Linked DNA regions of Triticum aestivum: region 1 is linked to region 2. The links are chromatin contacts, called in public Hi-C maps. All regions are on one chromosome and are shown on one strand. Each heading gives the region's core, a stretch centred on a gene start, on an enhancer-like site or on the middle of the called end of the contact. The rest is flanking DNA. Distances are from core to core; before and after follow the strand shown. Region 1 holds the start of LOC123188741 (auxin response factor 3). Region 2 holds the start of LOC123188740 (transcription factor PCF6).

Region 1 (2,971 bases), core at 249-2,748, 140 kb after region 2:
TTAATAGCACAATAAAAAGAACAAACACTATAAGTTGCAAATGCATGATCCAACCCATATTAGTAAATTTTGGGCAGTATAAATAAACTTGCTTATGGAACATAGGTTGTGGTGTAGGGGAAGGTTGCCAACGAAACCTATGCCAGTTCAGAAAAGGGCTAAACAAAAGAAAGAGAACAAGAACAATGGCTTACAGAAATAACTACTTGTGAGCTCAAAGTGGAAATTTCGGACAGTTGAAGCCACATCTTCCATATACTACTATTTAACAATGCTCACTAAAATAGTCCTCCATGATATAATAGGCATGTGTGTTTGAAGACTAAATAGCAGTTACAGAGAGCTTCTTCAGTGGACTTTCTTTGCCTCCGAATTTGCAGGAACCAATGTGTTCAAACTAATATTTAATGTCTCTAGACTAAGGCAAGCATGCAGTATTGACATCTCAAGTTACAGCGTTCAGTCAAGGAGATCCTCAAGTAGTTGTGGAACCTCCCGAAGGAATCAACAAGCATATCCGATGAGGGTGTTTCCACTGGTAGCGCTTCTGGCTTTGTAGCACAACAAGTCGAATATGCATTGGAGCACTGGCTCTGTAGCACAACAAGTCGAATATGCATTGGAGCACCTATTGCTGTAGGTGACTCTGGTTGAAGCGGAAGTGCTTGTCAGACTTCGGAGTCCTACCCTGAGAGCATCAACTTGCAAAGTTTTGGTTAACCTGTTATACAGAAACATCAAAGCTGATACACGAAAAGGCTTAATTTTCTCGACGAATCCACCGACTACGGAAAAAAAAACTCCACAAGGCTAGTCCAGCAAATTTGATCGTATCGAAAACTGCTAGCTCATCTCCAAATCGACATTGGAAAAAAAATCCGCACAATCGAGCAGAACGGGGGATAGATAGACCGCGGGTCTGGGAAGGCACCTGGTGGTCGAGGACGTTGAGGCGGCGGAGCTGGTGGTGTAGCCATTTCCCGGCGACGGGAGAGGAGAGGGGGCGGGGGGTGGGAGCAGCAGCGGGCTGCGGGACGGTGGGGGAGCAGCTCGAGTTGAGCGTGATGATGTCCTCGGATGCCGTCTCTCATCAGCATCGCACTCACCTTGGCGAACCCGCGCGTGGAGCTAGTCCGGCGACGCCGCTGAAGAGGAACGTCCATGAGGCGGAGCCACACGTGGGCGGGACGAGCCACCGCAGGCCGCCAAAGCCTCGCCGGCGACGAAGGGGACGCCGCGCCCGTAACCCTAGCCATGGCTGAGGGTCGGCAGCGAGCGCGGGAGGCCGGATCTGGAGGGATGGGAGGAAGGAGCAGAGCGAGGGAAGGTCTTCAGTCTGCCACCCGCTGTCGGACTCGACGGAATCGGCCGGCGCGAGTGGCCGTGGCGGCGGCGGCGGCGAGGAGTCGCGGGGGAGAGAGGGCTCACGAGAGAGGAGAGAGAGAGGAGGCTTGCCTATGGGGACGGGGGGCTGGGAGCTGGCCAATCTCTCTCTCTCTTGCTTCTCAACGAATCGAACTTTTTTGTCCCGTACCTAGTCCGACGTGTACATTGTGAGAGGGCGCACATTGTGCGCACGTTAATGCTTCTCGATGTAGTATTTGGCATCACTGCTTTGCATTAACTTTAATAAAAATGGAAATGTGCATAATAATGATGTGCTGGTGTTTTCAACCTCTCTTTTTTTGTGGAGGGGGAGGGGGTTGCGCTCATTGTGAGAAGAAAGAATCTTGATTAAACATGTCTACCAATTATTTGTTAATCTTATCCTATTCAACAATATCATCCAAATTGGAAAGCTGAAGAAATAACAATTTTTCTTAGAACACAAGGCGACACACAGTATATACACTACCAAACCCTAGGCGGGCATCATTTGATATATAACAACAAATTACCAATGTGTGTGGATGTCTGGATCCAAAAACAGTTGACTAATGAAAATGCTGTTAGTTGTCGGCCACTAGTCGACTACTAGTAGGGTCATTGTGCCAGTTCAAGGCTTCGACCCTGGTATGCAAAAAAAAGATTAGAATCATGGAAACAATGTGTAAAGGCATGTTTCGATGAAAGTGAAGTACAAAAAGGATTGAATTGTAAGTGAGCATATGTATGAGGTGGAGGATCATAACACAAGGGAGGGGGGTATCTATTCAGATTTGGATTGGATGGGCTTCATGAGAACCCGCTACTCAATTCTCGTGAACAACCAAAAACAAGGTCGGCTTGATGTATCCTTCTGTGTGGTTTTCATGTCAAATCTACACCAAAAGAAAAGTCGCTCAAATTTCTAGTCTCTTTTATCTTGTGTTTTATCCATGTACTCACGTTGTGATAATTCTTCAGTGAGGGGAGCAATGCGGATCGGCTATAGCGACATGAATCCATGTGGAGCGGATAGTCAAAATGGTGTTTACCCGTGATGGATGATGATGTAGTCTTCGTATCGGCCCACTCTCACCTTATGTTGTTTTGTCCTTCCTTTGAGATTGCTTTATGCCTTCATTTGGATGTAATAAGTGTGATATGTATGATGTGTATATCTTATTATGTAGAGGTAGGTGTAAATATTTTGCTGATTGTATTATCTTGTTGTGATTTATCTTTTAAAAGGGTTGATACATTTATTGAATCACTAAAAACTCTACTTATCAAAGAATATTCTTTCCTTTGAGAATTGTTGAACCAAAGAGGCCTGTCCTAGTATGACCCACTCGCATGCCACCTAAGTGTTCAGTTAGGCATTATACAACCGAATTGGGTCCGATGGTGAGGGTGTGTGAGAGCACCAGTTCCCTACGTGTGCTGCCACTGCAGGGCTGATAAAAGCTTTGCTCGAAGATCGAATGGCGTGCACTCTGTTAGAAGAACAAAACGAGTTTATGATCTGTTCTATTTCCAACATCATTTGAGACTTAGACCTTAATTGGGTTGGTCTTTCAACAATTTCTCCTGCCATTGGTTCCTCCTT
Region 2 (3,158 bases), core at 150-2,649:
TGGAGCTGCTGCTGGTGGTGGTGGTGGCCGGAGAGGTGCGGCTGCGAATTGGACTGAAGGGTCCCCCTAGTGTTGTTGACACCCACAAGACCCGAGCACATGGAGAAGTTGAGACTGTAGTCTACTGCCGGAGCCGACGCTGGCGCCGCATGGACGGGCATGTAGTGGTCTTGCGAGAAGGAGAAGTGCGGCATGTCCGTCTGCGAATCGCCGCCGCCGGCTGATAAGCTGAAGTGCTGCGCCGGGGCCATGGCGACGGGCACAATGTTGCCCAGGTGCGGGGCCGGGGAGGCGAAGGTGTGCAGCATCCCGTGCCCGGATTTCCTTGGCTGGGAGAAGCCGAGGTAGTCCGCGGTGGCAGACGCGGTCATCTGCTGCCACGAGTTGTGCTGCTTGTGCTGAGCAACAGCTGGGGTGGCGGCCGCCAATCCAGTGAGCAGCTCGGTGAAGGAAGCCGCCTGCGCCGAGGGGGCGCGGCGGCGCACGGCGGCGGTGACCGAGTCGTCCTTGTCCTTCACAGAGGCGCTACGGTCGCGCGCGCGCTCCCTGGCCTTGACGCGGCTGTCGGAGCGAGAGAGCGAGAGGACGGAGCCCTTGCTGGTCTCGGACGTGCTGCTGCAGCCCGATCTGGTGAGCTGCTGCTGCTGGAGCTGCGAGCCGTCGGCCTCCGCGTGAAGAGCAGAAGACTGTTTGTTGGCTGAGGCTGAGGCCGGGTGGTTGGGGAAGGCGGCGGCGTCGAGCTCGGGGAGCTTGTCGATTGCGGCGGCGGCGGCCTTGATGAGCCACTCGACGGCCTTGCTGGGCTGGTCGTAGCCAAGGCGATCCTGCAGGTCGTAGAACTGGATGGCGGTGGCGACGGAGAGGCGGACGCGGCGGTCGCGGATGCCCTTGGCCGTGTAGACCTTGCTGTGGCGGTCCTTGCCGCCAGAGCCGCGCGAGACGCGGTAGATCCGCGAGGAGGGGTGCTGCTGGTGCGGCGGCCACGGCACGAGCGCCAGCCGCTTGGCATCCCCGTGGTCCTGCTCCTGGTCGTGGTCCTGGTCCTCGGGGCGGCCCCGCTTGCCGAGCTCCACGGCTGCGGCGGCGACGCTGAGCTCCATCCGGATGTGAATTGGTCCGCCGGCAAGCCGCCGCCAGTGTCTCTCATGCCCTACCCAGAGCGCATTGGTGGCGAAATTAAGCCAGGCAGGCCGCCGCGGGGAGGCGGGGAGTGGGAGGCGAGCGCGTGGGATGGGGGGCACAGATCTGCGCGCGATCCCGTGTGCGCCCTGGGGCGATGGGAGTGGAGTGGAGGGAGCACGGCGCGGCGAGGGAGGGAGGGAGAGAGGGGAGGTGGAGTGTGAGTAGGACGAGAGGAGACGATGGAGGGAGGGAGGGAGGGAAAGGTCTCCCGATTTTATGAGAGAGGAGGAGGGAGGTGTGCGGAACGAGGCGGTAGGGGCGTACCATTCTATCGGCCACACCAGTAGCGAGTAGCCCATCACTCTCTCGCGCCGCGCCGCAGCGTCATCGGCTAGGCTAGTCGGCCGCCGCCGTAGTACCAGCAACAGCCTAGCAAGCAGCAGCGGGAGCGCGTCGCATCGTATCGGTACATACTACTCCTACGTACTCCCTCCGTCGGTCAATCCATGTCCGATGGCAACTGGCTCGCTCGCTGTCAGACGTTCATCACGGCGACGACGGGAGCCCTCCAACCGGTCCAAGGTCTCTCTCTCTCCGTTCCGTGCCGGCATCAGTGGAACAAACAAACGTTAGCCGTATCCTGGAAATGCCCATGACGTCTCTGTCGCGACCTCCTCCTTTGAAGATTTTTTTTTAGAGTACGCCTTTACCTTATCTTTATAGAAGAAAAGAAAAAATTGTATAAGACTTCGCGGTTGGACGAAGAAGCCTACCACAAAAACGCTTACTCCTAAAAAAAAACACAAAAGCCTACTCTCTCACGAAAGGATCTAACCCCTCAACTCCTAGGCCCGCCTTCTTCCAAAGCTTGATCTCGTCATGTATGAGATGAACAAGGTTGGTCTCCGAGCGGACTTGATCATTGCGGTTGAACACCCGAGCATTCCTCTGCTTCCATAAGTGCCACGCGGTCAGGATGACAAGCGAATCAAAACCTCTCTTGAGCTTTCCATGGAAGAACTTCCGCGCCTTGTCCCACCACACCATGAAAGTATCCTCGGAGCTTGGAATTTGGACGTTGATTTGAAGCAGCCAGAAACAGCCATTCCAAACTTGTCTCGCGTAGACGCATCCAGCGAGGATATGGTCTGTTGTGTCCTCCTCTTGGTAGCATGTGTAACATGCAGAAGCCGTATCTTGGAGACCATGCCTCGCACGTCGGTCCGAAGTCCATAACCGATACTGAGAGGCAAGCCATGCAAAGATTTTGCATTTGAGGGGCGCCCAACTTCTCCATATGCATTGGGCAGCGGCAAACCGAGTCATGCCCTGGCAAAGCATACTATAAGTGGATTTAGTGCTATAGGAACCCGAGGCACTCCAGGGCCAGTAGAAAGCATCATCGTCCGAAGCATTCCTTTGGATCGTCGCCAAGGCATGCTGCAAGTGTATGAGCTGCAGGTGGGCCGTGAAGTATAGCTCGCCCGTGATATCATTGACCCAGGAGTCCTCGAAAAGCGCATCCCGGACTGTTCTTTTTCTCTTCGTGAGCTTGTCCACCATGCCGGTGATCAAAGGGGCGATATCTTTTGCCGCAAACCCGTGAATCCATCTGTCCGTCCAAAAGAAGATCTTGCTGCCCTCTCCAACCTCGATGTGGACCAGACTGTCGAACACCGCTTTGGCTTCTTTGTCCACCATGAGATGTAGCCCTTGCCAAGGCCTTGAGGAATTTGTCCTCCTGAGCCACTCCCAGCGAACGCGCATGGCCAGGCCTTAAGTCCTCAGGTTCTTGACTCCCAGCCCACCGTACGGCTTAGGCCTACAGATGGTATGCCACGCAACCAAGCATTGTCCGCCATTGATCTCCTCTTTCCCAGCCCAGAAAAAAGCACGCATCCACTTGTCCACTTCTTCGAGGACCCATTGGGGCGCTTTCATGACTAGCAAATGATGTATGGGGCGGGCTGCTATGACGCTGTTAACGAGCACTAGTCTCCCGGGTCTCTGAATCATGCCACGTTGCCAAGTTGGAA

What was found. A called contact is a pair of places that touch in the nucleus more often than the background predicts.
Region 1: a contact with region 2 is called in a Hi-C map of leaf, with 2.5 times the contacts expected there. The contact joins the promoter of LOC123188741 here to the promoter of LOC123188740 in region 2. A contact is called at or near these places in 4 of 5 Hi-C or Micro-C datasets (leaf and root) and 1 of 1 datasets of contacts at active chromatin or transcription factors (leaf).

Annotation. Positions count from the first base shown.
Region 1 is chr2A:383,508,067-383,511,037 of IWGSC CS RefSeq v2.1, forward strand. LOC123188741 (auxin response factor 3) reads right to left here and starts at 1,499. Exons shown (of 5, transcript XR_006495152.1): 1 at 932-1,499.
Region 2 is chr2A:383,370,632-383,373,789 of IWGSC CS RefSeq v2.1, forward strand. It overlaps LOC123188740 (transcription factor PCF6), which reads right to left and starts at 1,400. Exons shown (of 2, transcript XM_044600974.1): 1 at 1-1,400. The coding sequence starts at 1,100.